2 separate regions of the Mus musculus genome follow, and region 2 is linked to region 1. A link is a contact called in public Hi-C data. All regions are on one chromosome and are shown on one strand. The core of a region is the stretch at or near the end of the contact, and the rest is flanking DNA. Distances in the headings are between cores, read along the strand shown. Region 1 holds the start of Sdc3 (syndecan 3). Region 2 has its middle 4.1 kb from the start of Gm25261.

Region 1 (7,823 bases), core at 2,308-4,807:
GAGGCCAAGGTCCAGGTTCCCCTGGCTGGGCTTCGGTGGTAAGATGGTGGGGGTTTTGTGTGTGTGTGTGTGTGTGTGTGTACTCTTAGTTTGCTTTCTACTGCTGTGATAAAATGATCAAGAGCAAGGTGGGGAGGAAAGGGTTAACTTTGTCTTACAGCTCCCAGGTCACCCTCAGTCACTGAGGGAAGTCAGGGCAGGAGCTCAAGGCAGGAACCTGGAGGCAGGAACCGAAGGAGAGAATGTACACTTACAGACTTGTTCCCCAGGGTTTGCTCAGCCTGCTTTTCTTCCCTCCCTCCCTCCCTCCCTCCCTCCCTCCCTCCCTCCCTCCCTCCCTCTCTCCCTTCCTCCTTCCTTCCTTTCTCTCTCTCTCTTCCTCCTTTCCTCCCCCTTCTTCCTTCCTTCCTTCCTTCCTTCCTTCCTTCCTTATTTCTTTTTTATTTTTTTGAGACAAGGTTTCTCTGTGTAGCCTTACCTGTCCTGGAACTCACTCTGTAGACCAGGCAGACCTTAATAAATCAGGAGTATGTCTGCCACTGCCTCTGTCTTTTGACTAGCCAGGATTAAAGTCATGTCACTACCACCTGACTTAAATATTTTATTTATTTATTTATTTATTTATCTATTTATTTCTATGTGTAAGAGTGTTATGCCTGCCTGTATGTTTGTGCACAGCATTTGTGCCTAAGGAGGCCAGAAGAGGGCATCTGACCCACAGGGACTGGAGTTACAGGCAGTTGTGAGTTGCCTTGTGGGTGCTGGGAATTGAACCCAGGCCTTCTAGAAGAGCAGCCAGTGCTCTTAATCACTGAGCCATCTCTCTACCTCCAGCCTGCTTTCTTATACATCTGCAAAGGGATCACACCATTCACAGTGGACTGGGCTCTTCCACATTCTCAATCATTAATCAAGTAAATTCCCCCATCTGTCTATGGGCTAAGCTGATGGAAGCATTTTCTCAACTGAAGTTCCTTCTTCCCGGGTGACTCCAGCGTGTGTCATCTTAACAGCTGCCCAGTTCTTCAGCTCTGAAAAATGGGTTGGTGTCCTGTCAGAGAGAAGGGTGGAGGACAGGCGGCCTGGCTAGAGCCCTGCAGTTGTCCACTGAAAATCTGGACTTTCCCAGTTCCAGGAAAGACAGAAGGACTGGGGTGGGCGTGGTCGGGACTGTTTCTGCCTTTGGAGTCAAGAAGTCTTTGCCCGGTGACCTGCGGCTGGATGAAGGCAGTTTCTGGAGTCTGTTTGGATGAGGGTAGCACAGGGAAGGAGACATTCGTGTTCTGGGGATGTGATAAGGACACACACGGTGGTATAGGCAGGGTGACCTGTGATGTTCCAGGGACTAAATGTGCATCTCAACCCAGTCTGTGACTATACCTATAACAAGCAGCAGGTGGCGCTCCTAGCCCAAGATTCCCCACAAGGCTTCCTGCCGGGATCTCAGTAAAGGGGGTTTGCAGAATGAGGAAGGCAAGGCTGGGCCATGCTCCCTGGCAACCTGGTAGGCTCCTTTGAGCAACACTGTCAGCCTTGCTTGCCTCCCAGCATGGGCAGCTCAGTACTTTGCCCATCAGTCAGATCCAGCTGCCCCAAGGTTTTCTTTGCACCAAGTTGACATGCCACTCCTTGGGTCTCCTTCTTGATTCCAGCTAAACCTTTTTGTTTGTTTGTTTGTTTGTTTGTTTTTTTTTTTTTTTTTCAAGACGGGTTTCTCGGTATATCCCTAGCTGTCCTGAAATTCACTTTGTACACCAGACTGGCCTTGAACTCAGAAATCTGCCTGCCTCTGCCTCCCAAGTGGTGGGATTAAAGGCGTGCACCACCACCGCCCGGCCCAGCTAAACCTTTGAGAGCACCTCAGAACCAGTCCCAACCACATTGATTGAACTCCCAGTACACGAAAAGGAAGAGCTCACAAAAGCTTCCCAGCCTGTCCCCTGACCTGGTACACACAAGGCATTCAATATGTTTGTTGAATGAATAAGTGAAGCCCATATGGTCTTCATTTCCATCAGACATTGGGGAATAGGCTCAGAGAGGTGAAGTTGTACAAACAAGTACCAGAGCCCATGGTTGTCAGAACCAGGATTTGAACCCAAGCACTTGCTTAACCCAAAGCTAGAGTCCCTCAGCTCCTGGCTATGCTAGTGATAAAGCCAGTTCCTGATTCCTAGGCAGGTCAATCTTTTCATGTTGTATTCTTCAAGGCATCTTAGCTTCAAATGCCAAAACGCATCGAATGGGATTGATTTAAAAGACTCTTTGTGAGGGCCTGGGGATGTAGCTCAGTTGGTGGAGCACATGCCCTTCTGCACAAAGCTCTGGGTTCGGTTCTTAGCACAGCACAAATTGGATGTGATGGAGGTAGTAGGAATAGATGTTCAAGGTCATACTCAGCTACATCACAAGTTCAAGGTCAGCCTGAAAGTCCATCTTCCTTAAAAAAAAAGTGTCAACATTTATTTTTATCATTTTTAAAGGATTTATTTTTATTATTCGTGTGTATGTGTGCACACGCGGGCATGCGTGTCACACCTCTGCACATTAATGCAGGTGTCCTTGGAGGCTAAAGGTATTAGATCCTCTGAAGCTGGAGTCACAGGGCGTTGTGTCTAGCCTGGTGTGGGTACCGGGAACTAGTCACTTACATCTTTAAGTAGTATGCTGTATCTCTCACCAGCTCTCCCTCCCCTCTTATATTTGAAAATACAGAGACTCAGTATGTAGCCCAGGCTTTGAGATCCCTCTGCCTCAGCCTCCTAAGTCATGAGTACTGGGGTTACAGGCAGCTACTACTCAGGCTTGGCTCGTTCTCAGCGATCTGTAAGCCACAGAGTGGACGCCCCCCCCCCCCCAGGATGTCTACCGAGGTTAGCTAGGCAAGCCTTGCATACCTGTGATGCCCCAGCCTCTCACTCCCTCTGGGGAACCCATCTCACACTCTGCCTTATATGGTGCGGAGCTTCATGCTCTGGGTTTCTTTCCAAGGACACATGGCCATCAAATGGATAGTGCCGATTGCAGGGACATCAAAGGGTGTCCTGCTCAGCTCACATGCCAACTAACCAACGCCTACCCTTACCAGCCTCCCCGGAGACCCCTTAGTGCAACTGAGCCCCTGTGAATGGGAAACTGGAGACTTCACCAGCGTGTGAGCAGCAGACGCGTGCTGGTGTTCGCCATGCGTGCCTGTAGCTGACCCAAGCCCCTGCTTCCTGAACTCAGGGTGGCTAGGGGCCTGTGTCTCTCAGACAAACAGGCCAAGGAGAAGCTCAGGAGGACCAGGGGGAACCCCGAGTCGGGGTCCTCTGACACCACCCTACTGGGAGCAGAGAGACCCGGGGTGCTGTCTGGAAGAGCAGGTTCTCCCGCGGCTCGCACACGGCGTGCTTCGCGGATCCACAGTAGGGGGGCAGACGTCAACGCCCCTCGCCCCCCCCCCCCTGCGCGGGGGGAAACTGAGGCCGGGGGCGGTGTCGCGTGCCGGTGTCGCCGCGGCCCCGCCCTCCTGCTCGCCCCGCCTGCGCGGGGGGCGGCGGCGGTGGCGGCGGCGGCGGCGACGCTTCCTGCGGGCGCGGCCGCTGTGGGCGCGGAGCCGCGAGCGAGCGAACGAACGAGCGAGGCGGAGCCGGCGGCCGAGGAGCCGAGCGCAGGTCCCGCGCAGCCCGCGCCGCGAACAAAGGCCGCCATGAAGCCCGGGCCGCCGCGCCGCGGGACCGCACAGGGGCAGCGCGTGGACACCGCCACCCATGCGCCCGGGGCCCGCGGGCTGTTGCTGCCACCGCTGCTGCTGCTGCTGCTGGCCGGCCGCGCCGCGGGGGTGAGTGATGGGCCCCAAGAGGGTCCCCAGCGTGTACCCCGCGTGTCTTTGCGTGTCCCCTCGTCGCGCGTGCCGCGCTGGGTGTGTCCCGGTCTCATGGGGTCCCCTCCCCGCCGGGAAGCGTGTGCGTCCGGTATCCGCTGGGGTCGCCTTCTCCCCACCCCCACTCCATCCCAAGCTGCCTGCAGGGCCTTGGGGGCATTGGAGGAGGAGGGGGTGGGTCGATGAAGGTGACCCGCGAGGGTGAATGAGGGTGACCCTGTGTGTGTGTGTCTGCTTCTAAGAAGGGTGCGTGGGCACCTGTGGGTGTGGGCACGGGAGAGGCTCTGTCCATATGGCTGGATGGCATCCGCATCCCGCTCCACACTAGGGTGACCCATTCTGCACGCTGTGTTCCACCATGGCCAAGGCTGTGTGACTGTGGGTGAGGGGGTGTGTGCTTTGACCCATGGACCTGTGTGAAAGCACACGTATGTGTGTGCAGGTGTGTAGCGATGGTGGACCTGGCTCAGCTCCCACCCCAGAAGACATGGGTGTGTGTGCCATCAGAGGTGGGTACCAGGTGACCCCTGACTGTCCCTTTGAGAAACCGAAGTAGCTAAGGGATTGAACTTGGTTCTGGTTTCACTAGCAGAACGGGAGGAAGAGGGTCGGTCCTGCAGGTGGATGAGCCGGGTCCCTGCTCTGAGGAACCCAGCTCCCAAGTGAGTTCTGAGTTGACAGGTGTCTAAATGTGGGCTGAGTGAGCTGGGGAGTTCTAGGTCCTACCCCCATGTGGCTGACTCCAGGAGCAATGGCTGTCCCTACCCACTCAGATGACCACCAGAGCCCAGGCTGGCCGGCACGCCCCTTCTCTCCTAAGCAAGGTGGCCAGATTGTAGGGAGGCAGGCAAGACTCTGAGCTGCCCTGACAACTGTTAGCTTTGGGGAGGGGACCCCAAGATAGTACCTGGTGGTCGGTTCATGCCTTGCCCTTTTTTTCTTTTCTTTTCTTTTCTTTTCTTTTCTTTTCTTTTCTTCTTCTTCTCTCTCTCTCTCTTCTTCTTCTTCTTCTTCTTCTTCTTCTTCTTCTTCTTCTTCTTCTTCTTCTTCTTCTTCTCCTTCTTCTTCTTCTTCTTCTTCTTCTTCTTCTTCTTCTTCTTCTTCTTCTTCTTCTTCTTCTTCTTCTTCTTCTTCTTCTTCTTCTTCTTCTTCTTTTTCCTTTTTTTCCTGATGGGGTGAGGGGAGAGGTTCCTGAGCAAAAGGCAGCACTACCCACACTGGCAGTGGGAACTGCTTTTCAGCAGCATTATAGAAAATTACCCTTGACATCAAAGATCTGGTTTCAAAGTCCAGTGAAGACCACCACCCAATCACAGTGAGGTCTTGAGCCAGCCTGGCCACTCCTCTGAGTCCCAGCTTTCCTCTCTGCAAAGACGGACTAAGGGTGCCCTCCGGGGAGGCAGAGTGGACACAGAGGCACCTTTGAAGGCATTTTGGTGTTGAGTACAAAGGGCTCAGGACAAATGGCTTCACTGGAGCTACTGTCCCTAGGAAGGAATAATACACATTCTACCCGTAGTGAAAGGATTCAGGGAGATTTTTGAGGACTCAGCACATAGTAGGGCTTCAACCAGGTAGGTGTGAGGGCAAAGTGGAGCTGGCATGATTGAGACTGATGCTGAGTGGCATGCCCAGATGGTGACCTGGCTGAGCGAGGGGAGAGATTGTGGTAGGGATGGGTCTCAAGAGGTATTCTCTCTGCAAGCATGCTGTCCTCCCAGGGAGGGGCTGGGACTGTAGAGGAAGGACTCTCTGCACTGTTACCTGGCCTGGAAAGCTAAGGGTTAAAGGATGCTTCTCAGTGAGGGCTGAGGCTAGATCAGAAGCCCAGGTAGTAGTTCCAGGAATGGTCTCTGGTGACAGCAAGGGACTGACAGTGGTTGGCTCAGCAGGGGAAAAACAGGATGACCCTGGGTCTTCTTGTTAGTCTGGGAGAGCACGGGATCAGGGGAAGGGAACTCCAGGGAGGAGAAGGCTGGTTTGATCCAGGCTGTGGCTGTCAAGTTGGGGGTGTGTTCTGACCTACAGATTCGAGGCTTTGGTCCTGAGAGACTGACTGTCTAGGGCTCTGAGGTCCTCAGACCACCTCAGCTTTTCTGGTTAGGTGACTCCCAGAGTGACATGGAATGTGGGGACACTAGAAAGTATAGCCTTTGGAGAATGTCCTTTAAAGGTCCAGATCTGGGAGTGACCATAGATGACACTCAGTATTGCTGTCAGGGGTGGTTATTCAACTGATTTGTGGCTGTGTGACTTTGTGGAAGTGACTTAACTGTCCCATGCCGTGGCTTCCTCTCTCTCTAAGACGGAGCAAAGAGTGAAAGTGTAGCCATAGCACTTGGTGCACGTAGATTCCTTTGTGGAGGAGGTGGGGGCAGAGTCTCATGTAGCTCAGGCTAGCCACGAACTTGCTACATAGACAAGGATGAACTTGAACTCCTACCCTCCTACTGCCCAAGTGCCAGGATTACAGACGCGAGTCACTGCGTCCTGTTTTTTTTTTTTTTTTTTTTTTTGTCAGAGTTACTGTCCTGTTTTGAGGTGTGAAGTGGCAGGTGAGGCTTATTCCTGGCATCCAGGAACCCTCTCCTTTTGCCCTTCCAGACTGGTGACCTCACTCTAGAAATGAAAAGCTGGGGACTGTTCCAGGCAGGGCACCACAGTAAGCAATAGGATTCAGAGGCTCCATAGCTGCTGGGCACCAAGAGCAGATATTTGCTGTGGGATTTGGGCAATGCTGTCATCTGTCTCAAGACTCTCTCTATGCATTATACAGCGCCAGGCTCAGCCCCTCCCTCCCAGGAGCTGGAGTATGCTGCCTTTCCTTGGTGATAGCCCTTCTTGGAGGAAGCCAATGGAGGCTTCCTGGAAGAAGAGGCCTTCTGAGCTAAACTGACAGGGTTCACAACAGCAGCCAGTCTAACCGTCCACACTCTCTCTCCGTCAACACAGGGTTGAATTTTCAGGGCTGTTAGGTTGGACCTGAAGCCTCCTGCTTTCTGGAAGCAGAATTGGCCTCTAAAAGCCGGCCAGCTGTGGATGGGCTCACGGGAGGGACTACCTGCTTCTTTGGGGAGAAGGAAGGCTCCTGGAAACTGCCCCCACCCCACCTTTCCAAGCTGTGCAGGGAGAGGGCTGCTACTTAGACCCTCGGGCCAGCTGCAGACTGGTGCCACAGTTCCAGGCTGAGCACTGGGCAGTTCTGACACCCTGTCCCCAGCATTCTGTGTGGCTGACTGTAGGATGTGTGCAGGGTAGTCTTAGAAAGAACCAGAATCCTTGTTTCACAGATGAGGAAATGAGCCACAGAGACACTCGGTGACTCGCTCAGCGTCACGTAGCCCGAAGTTAGCTGTTTTGAGTTGGGGCCAGGCTGGCTGCAGGCCTGGGCTTCAGTTCTAGTCTCTGTCCTCATATTCCATGAGCTTACATACTTCACTTCTCCTCTCTGGGGTCTCCTTATCCCCCAAGTTATGTATTCATTAATTAGGGTTTTCCCTCCCCCCAAAAAACAGGGCTTCTCTGTGTAGCGTTGACTGTCCCAGAACTTACTCTTAATCTCTTAGTCTCAAACTCAGAAATTTGCCTGCCTCTGCCTCCCAATTGCTGGGATTAAAGGCATGTTCCACCACCACCCCACTTATTAAAATAATTTTCGAGACTAAGTCTCACTGTATAGCCCAGGCTAGCCCTTGAACTTGTGTTGTTTTTTTTTTTTTTCCCTGCCTCGACCTCCTGATTGTTGGGATGATAGGCAAGTGCCACACTGCTCCTCTTGGCTACCACTTAGTAGCTGCACAGTCTTACCGTGGATGCTGTCCCTGTTCTCATTTCATTCTGCTGTGCGCTTGGGGGACATAACAAGCAGCTAACAGGAGAAAAGCTTTCCTAGGGTGCCTCCTCTGCCAATTCTCAGGTCCCTGTCACCTGCAAAGGAGTGACTCTAAGGTTCTCAGGG
Region 2 (7,823 bases), core at 3,480-5,979, 450 kb after region 1:
TGGTGCCAGGCAGGACCTGTTTAGTCTTCCAGGGTAACATGTAGACAGCCGTTCCAGTTTGGGGCTGTGATCTACACATCAGATCTTAGCGTACATCTCTGGCTGGTAACATGAATCCTCTCTGGGATCCATGTTGGGCCCAGCTATGGTATCCTGTCTTCTGGTTGATTCCCTCAGCATGTCCAGGCACCTCCACTGCACAGCCGGCTGGACAGATAGAGTGGAGTCTGGAATGGGTGGGGTCTATGGGATCCCAGTCTGACTGGGAGTGCCAGCAAGAAGAGAGGAGTCCTGCTCCTAGCTAGGATCTTCAGTAAGACAGCTCTCCAAACGATTTTAGCTTGTGTGTATACCTTCATTCGGGGTGGGTTTGTACACATACACTTTATTTGGGGCGGACCAGGGCTATGTATGAACCTTGGAAAGTGGGAAGGAGTTTTCAAGGTAAATGTAAAATCAATGGCTAGAGTTTAAGGTACCTTGAATGCTTCATTTGTTTGGAGAGGCATTCCAGGACTCCAGGTACTTGCTGGTTGGGTGCTTATTGGGAAGAAGAAGTTGAACTTGTAGGTCTACCAAGGACAACTTTTCCCGAACAGAGGATGTGGGAGATGGGGCTCACTGGGCAAGGTGAGAGACAGGGAAGCCCTGCTGGTAAAGGGAGTCTTCCATTTTGGGTTGAACTCAGTGGAGCTATCTGCTCATGGTAGACTGTGTGCGACCTTAAGTACCAGGGGCTCTTCACGGTCCCCTTTCCATCTCTGAATGTCCTTATGCTCATCTGTGAGATGGGAGAGATCTGACATCTGGTGATCTGTGGGATCGTCTATCGTCAGTTTCCTGCTGAGTTCAAATAACCCAGGAAGGAGAGACCAAATAACCCATTGAGTCAACATCCATTGTTCGTCTAGGTGACACAGATGCGTGTGAACCATCTTGAGCCTTCTGCCTCCTTCTCAGGGAACACCATGGCTGTGGTCCCACTCACCACCATGCGATCTTGCTGTGCTTTAGCGCAACAAGCATGAAGAAGGACAGGAACATAGTCTCTGTGGTGGGCTCTGCTGTGAACCCACTGGGTTTCTATGATGTCATTCTACCTGTGCAGGTGTGGCATCAACTGTCCAGCCAGCTGTGTTTCTGCTGCTTTTTTCTGGACACACATCAGAACTACACTTCCCAGGTACCCCTGCAGCAGTTGGGATCAGGTGACTATACTCCAGCCAATAGCGTGAGAGCAGAAGTGAGGCGCCAGCCTGCTTCAGGCTTGAGGACTTTTCTTGCGCACCTTACCTTTTGCCAGCCTGATGCCAGACAATGTAACCAGAACTCCATGTCTTACAAGGGAACTGTTCCCCATATAGCAGCCTGCAATGTCAAAGAACAGAAAGAAGGTAACAGAACAGTCTGGCAGGATGGGAAGCGCGTGCCCATTGCCCTTCGGAGGTTTCCGCCTTAAGGGCCTGACTCAGACCCAACCCGGTTTCTTTCTATCTTGTGGCACCATCCAACCAAGAACCCACTTTGTAGTTTGCGTCATGGAAATCACTGCATGTGGCAGGCGTGACTCAAGGCAGCTTGGTGTAGTCCGTCATCCTCCATGCGTTAAACATGGCTGCCCTTCTAACCCCCATGACTGGACTGTGTGTGACCTTAAAGAACTATCCCTGGTTTTCCAGAGCAGTGACAGAGTCAGGGTACAAGCTGAGGGTTTCTGAACCCCGATCCCCAAACAGGCACAGCCGGAAGATTCTTGGAGTCCTACAGTCTAGGATGGTCCTGGTTTGTTCCAGATGCGGAAGAACAGTAAGGAGTGTGCAGGCTAGAGTGGGGCAGGCTGGGGTTGAGGTTCTTTGGAGAGCGCGTGGATTCCTTCTGCAGCAGTTTCCTCCTGTGTCCAAGGCAACTGGTACAGGAGGGTCAAACTGTGGTCAGAGTCTTAGGATCAAAGCCTAAGAGTGGAACAGCCTCCAAAGGCTGAGCTCAACCACGTGTCCCAAGTCCAACCAAAGGGAACAGTGGTGAGAAGTAGGGGTGATTTCAACCACAAAGGGGTCCTGGGACCTTGTCTCCATCCCTGAGCTACCAAGTGAGCTTTAGGCTTAAATGGAGGACGTGCTGGGTCAAGAGACACATGCAGAATTCTTCAGTCCTGCCCGACACGTGGCCTGGTTGAACTTGTCTAAGTACTGGTCCTTCTAGGTGGCATGAAGAAGCCCTTGTAGCTTGAGGGGACAGCTGGTCACTTTTCAGGAGATGGTTTCTCCTGCTTTAGGGTACAGGCCTGTCATCATGGATAACTGCCCTGCTATGAGAGTGATCTGTCCTGTGAGACTTGGCTGTTCCTAGAATCCAAGGTGATTTCAAGTTTAGGGCTATGATTTATCTCTGTCCTCTCAGCCCTGAAGGGGTCATGTAGACAGACACTCCTTGAACGATTAACTCGCCTGAATAGAGTCAAGCAGGAGTCTGACCCAAAGCAAAGGAGAAAGACAAATGAAGGCAGAGATGCCAGGCTTTTGAACCGTGCCTTATGGGTATAAGCAGGGAGTCTGCTTTTGAGCAAAAGCAGCTTCTTTTTTTTTTTTTTTAGATTTATTTATTTATTTATTATATGTAAGTACACTGTAGCTGTCTTCAGACGCACCAGAAGAGGGCATCAGATCTCATTACAGGTGGTTGTGAGCCACCATGTGGTTGCTGGGATTTGAACTTCGGACCTTCGGAAGAGCAGTCGGGTGCTCTTACCCACTGAGCCATCTCACCAGCCCCCAAAAGCAGCTTCTAAATGTATGTTACGTGTCTACTGTCTGCAGTGGAATTATATTCCAAAGGGCTCCAGCCCTGTGGTGTGGTACTGACTGTGGCCTTCCTGGCTCTCAGGAAGCCTAGGCAATGGCCCAGTTCTGTACCAGGCAAAGAGCCCGACAGACCCAAAAACCTTTCCAGAAGCCGCCTGCTGGGAGTCACCAGGTCCCGATGATTTAATAATGGAGCAAATGAAAGCTAGGTTCCCTAGGGAGATGGCTGAGCTAATCTGAAACAGGGCTGAGGAAGTTGACCTGGTTTGGGCTGGTTATGTGGGGCTGGCCTTCAGGGACTGCTCCTTCAAGGGAGGAGATCAGTAAGGTTTGGAGTGGTTAAGTGGGGGAGGTCTGGGTGTTGCCTGCACTTCCAGGCTAGGCGAGGATGAGGGGGAAGGCTGTCAGAGGTGGGTGGGGCAGCTTTCCTGTCCTTGGGTGTGGTCCCCACGGGAGGTAGCCTAAGTTACTGAAGCTTTGTCTTCCCCAATCTGCCTTCAGATCCTCGGGACCCAGTGGGCATGGTCAGAAGTTTATGTTTGTGGTTAGCATTTTAAACATGGATGCTCTCGCTTTGTTGATTTGCTGGGAATGGGGGAGGGTAGGACAAAGACAGACAAACCAATGTCTCACCTTTCACTCTCTGGATCCAGAGCATGCTGTGCTGGTCATGCTTGCCCATTACAGCTGGTATAGTCCATGGCCGGCCAAACACCTGCAAGACTTGAGGTCCTCTTGCCTTAGGATACAGCCCACCCTGCTCAGGGCCAGTTGAGGGCGGTCATACACTGCACCCCAGGATACTGACAACCTCTCAGTGTTCCCTTTTGCATGGGACACTCATGGTTCTAGGATGTTTTCTACTGACTGGGGTCTATGCCTTTCTGTCCAGCGCTAATGTAAAAAGAAAGCTCTTATCTGTCTACCTGGAGGGATGCTCAAATGTTACTTCCTGCCAGTGTCTCCTCTGGCCCCATCCTGAAGCTCACAGCCTGGACCTGAGCATCCCCAAGGCAAGTTCATCCACTATTAAACTATCATAATTGGGTGTGGGGGCAAGTGCTGTAGCGTGTCCTGTGGTGCTCAGAGGACGACTTGTAGAGTCAGCTCTCTCCTTCCACCTTAAGGTGGGGTCCAAAGATGAAACTCAGGTTGCCAGGTTTGCATAGCAAGTGCCTTTGCCTGATGAGCCATTTCACCAGCTCCTTCCTGGTGTCCTTGGTTTTCATCCCAGAGAAACCCTCTCTGTCCCTACAGCACACAATGATCACTGTCCATGCCGGCCGGCCTCAGGAGAGTCCTAATGATGTCACCCTGCATGGCTCCCTCCCTAACACCGTTCCTCCCATGATGGCCTTGATTACATCCGGTATCTATCTCTTTCTTCCTCCCAGCCCAGCACACTGGCTCCTGGTGACTGAGACCTATTTGTCATTAGCTGTTTCTCCAGGTCTGCACATAGCAGGGCTCAGTGAGACTCTTTGGAGTGAATGAGGGTGAAGGCAGATGCTTCCAGCATCCCAAACTCTTTCCTTAGAATGTTCTGGACTTGTTTTCTGCCCCCGGGTACCATCACTTCCTGTCCTCTGTTCAGGAGGCTTTCTCCACAGCAGAAGACCAGAGGCAGCTGCCCTCCCCCCAGCCCTCCCTCCCTCCCTCCCAGTGACATTTTCTGGCTCCTTCCTGAGCTCCTAATAACAGCCACATTTTAGAGGTTGGAGGAGACTAGACAACTGGGTAAATCGCAGTTTTTTAAAAATGGGCCAAACATGGATTTACACAATAGCCTGTGACAAACGTGTCTTCAGGGGACGAGCTGGCAGCAAACATCCATTTTTCCAAAGGGCGTCACAGCCCTGGGAGAAATAATGAGGCCTGTTTAAGAGTCTGATCACTCCCCAGTGCTGACAGGCTGGGGAGCGAGAACTGCCTGCCTGTGCTTCTGTGCGCCCTGCAGTTCTATTCTTGGGCCCAGATAAGCATCCTGCTCCCAGGGGTGGCCTGGCTTGTCCAGCTTCTCTCCTCCTGCCTCCTGCCTCCCTCCTGCCCATACATTAGCTTAGGGAGTGTAGGGGACTAGAAGCTCCTGGGAGCCTAAGGCCCCAGGCGTTCCAGATAACCAACGAACCCTTTTGTTTTCCTGCCCCTGTGCTGGAGCCTGTAGCAGAGGGCCAGTGGAGCTACTAGCCATTACTTTGAGTCTTTGTGCACATCTAGGGTTTTTTTTTTTTTTTTTTTTTTTTTTTAGTTCCTTTCTTCTCTCCACCTGACTCTGGGTCCATTTTCTCTGCCTCTGTCATGGACTAGAAGAGAATGTGAGCCCTGTGCAGGCACCCGAGTATCCATCCTCCTGAGATGGTTTATCCCATTGTCAAATTGGCTAGCTTAGGAGTCACACCTCCACCCCACTTCCACCCGTATCTATGAGGGCATTTCCAGAGAGGTTAATTAAGGAGAGACGACTTATTCTGAAGTTGAGCTACAGCATCCTGTGGGGTGGGGTCCTACAGTGAATAAAAAAAAAATGTGGAGCCTGAGAAAGAGAGGTGCATTGTGGGCCAAAGACACTAACACCGGCTCCCTTGAGGAAGCCCAGTTGTTTGAATGACAAACTGGAAGAACAGGACATCCAGGAGGGAGGGACAGCCACAGTTCACTGGGCTCAGACCTGCAGCCTTTAGGTTGGAATTCTCCAGAAGGTTGTCCAGGTATTCTGGGGCAGCCCTCTCTGCCTCAGGCAGATCTGCCTTCAGGGACAAGGGAGGACGGCTCCTTGATAGGAGTGGGGAATGGGAAGGAGCAGAAGTGCCTGGGGCTCCTGCTCACTAGGTTTTGAGGCCCAGGTAAGCTGGAGGCACATCTGCAATGAGGGGACCAGGACTTCCCTTGCAGCCCTGATAAAGTCATTAGACTACAGCCCACTCAGGGATCAACCCTGCTGGCCACCAGTCATCAGCCCAGGACTGTAGGGCCATGCCTGAGAGTCTCCTGTTGAATAGGATTCTGGGAAAGAAAAGCTCTTCTCTCTTCTATGACCCCCACAAAGGTCGCCATCAGTTCAGTGTTGGGACCCCAGGATGATTGGGAGAGTCAAATGTCCACCTCGATGGAGCCACACCCCATCTCTACTACTACTACGTAGCTCAGCTCCTACACATGGATTTCTGGCTGTGAAGAGGGTGTTTCCAACAACTGAGGAGAGTTGGAGACTTGGGATCTCAGTGGACTGTCATTGCCCCACCCCGTCAACACTCCTTCCCATGCAGTAGGGACGGACCACGGACACTTCAGTAGGCTCCTACTCTGGTGAGCTGCACCTGGCTGATGGGAAAGGTGTCTTGTACTGAGTTGATGAGGAAGGGGTGCGTCTTGCTGGCTGTGGCAGCAGGGCTGGCATCCTTCTGTATGGAAAGCTCCAAGAAAGATAAGAAAGGCTCGTCAACCTCTCCCCTGTCAGCAGCCCACAGGAAACACCACAGACTCACACTCCACTCAAACACTCCCTCTTTATCTCAATGAAGACCCTGGTTTCATGTCTCTTTTTCTTCCATTTCTCTTGACCCTGCTATTGCTGGCATACAGAATACCAGTGTGAGAATACGGGTGAGCAGGAAACACATCGTTCTTAAAAGGTTTGGTGAAGCTTCATTGTGCCTCTTAGGGCCTCGATTGTGATGAAGAAGGCGGGAGGCAACAGGACCTTGCTGAGCTGGAGGAGGAATGAACGAGGTGGGCAGAGCTAGTGAAGGGCACTGGCTAGGGGAGGTCCTCTGGGTCTTCAGACTCGGGTAGGGACAGGAAAGGGTGGTGACAAAAACTCAGACAGATCTGCCGTTAGGCTAAGAGCTGGCACTGTGAAGGGGCTCTGCCTGGGCTCTGTCATACACTTGACCCCATGGGTGACATTCCACAGGGCTAGAGAGGACAACTTGACCAGACTGTAGCCCCCTATAGACCTTATGCTGGGATCCAATAGCTTTGTAGCTCTGAGCTGCCTTTTAGAGCCACTTGACCCTTCCAGCTAGGTCTGAAGAGACCTGAGGGCAGATGCTTTCCTCAGTACCTGCAACTCAGGCCAGGGCGTCACTGAGGGGCAGTGTTTGCAGTGAAGTCACTGAGCCCACCTGCCACATGGAGTATTGTGTTACCTGAAATCAAGTCTCTGTCTCTCTGCCTCTGTCTCTCTCTCCCTCCCTCCCTTCCTCTCTCCCACCACTTTTTCTCCTGCCCTCCCTCTCCTAAAAGTGCATGCATTTGGCTCCTACTTGGCCCCAGCATAGAGACCACTCAGAGAGACCCAGTGGCTCTCCCAAGGGCTCACAACAATGTCATGATCACAATCCCTGTACTTAAGCTTCAGTTAGCTGGGTATACTGAGCCCAGGTGGCCTTAGTTAGGGAGACCAAGGTGGGAGTAAGGGTCTTTCCATCCCACTGGCTCAAGTGCAGTTACTACAGTGGCTAGCTCAGAGGTTCCACTCCCGTGGGGAGTCTCCTCTGGTCACTTCCCTCCTGGGAGAACCTTCCCCTTCCCCCAGGCTCCCCTCCATCCCTCCCTTGCTCTCTGGAAGTACCCTGCACCAGGATGGTCTTGGGAAGGGGAAGGCTGAGGTGCTCTGAACATGCTCAGGCCCTGCTTCAGGGTCAGGGACTTGGGTTCATCTGTGGAACAGAACACGGAGCCCCTGTTGCCAGCGAGTTCTTTAGTTGGGTGTAAGTGTGTGGCTTCCGTTATAAATGGTGCTCACTTTGTTCCTGCTGCAGACCCCTTGGCAGGAGGCTTCCAGGGAAGTCTGGCAGCCTCAGCAGCACGAGAAGGAACCCTGCAGGGTAGGTCCCAGCCCACATTCAGACCCAGACCCCTGATATGAACCCTGGCTTTCCCAGTATTGCTATCTGACAATGACCCTAACATACCTGCCACAAGGTCAACTGATGGGGCGTAGGTGTTTTCCTGTCCCATACATACCTCATGATTGTGAGCTGCAGTGTGGCAGGCAGCTTCTGGGGACTCTGGGAGTCC

The links. A called contact is a pair of places that touch in the nucleus more often than the background predicts.
Region 2: a contact with region 1 is called in a Hi-C map of cortical neurons, with 2.6 times the contacts expected there. The contact joins the enhancer-like site here to the promoter of Sdc3 in region 1. A contact is called at or near these places in 1 of 39 promoter capture datasets (hippocampal neurons), 7 of 484 Hi-C or Micro-C datasets (cerebellum, cerebral cortex, cortical neurons and 2 more), 2 of 115 datasets of contacts at active chromatin or transcription factors (embryonic forebrain and embryonic stem cells) and 1 of 9 other capture datasets (embryonic stem cells).

The regions. Positions count from the first base shown.
Region 1 is chr4:130,788,980-130,796,802 of GRCm38.p6, forward strand. It overlaps Sdc3 (syndecan 3), which reads left to right and starts at 3,558. Exons shown (of 5, transcript NM_011520.3): 1 at 3,558-3,823. The coding sequence starts at 3,692.
Region 2 is chr4:131,239,447-131,247,269 of GRCm38.p6, forward strand. No RefSeq gene overlaps it. Among named protein-coding and RNA genes, the nearest start is that of Gm25261, 4.1 kb to the left of the region's middle. Within about 2 kb of position 4,730, at least 56 of the 459 cell types and tissues checked have an H3K27ac peak or open chromatin away from gene starts, as enhancers often do. A contact at or near this core is called in cerebellum, cerebral cortex, cortical neurons and 1 more, where this site is marked.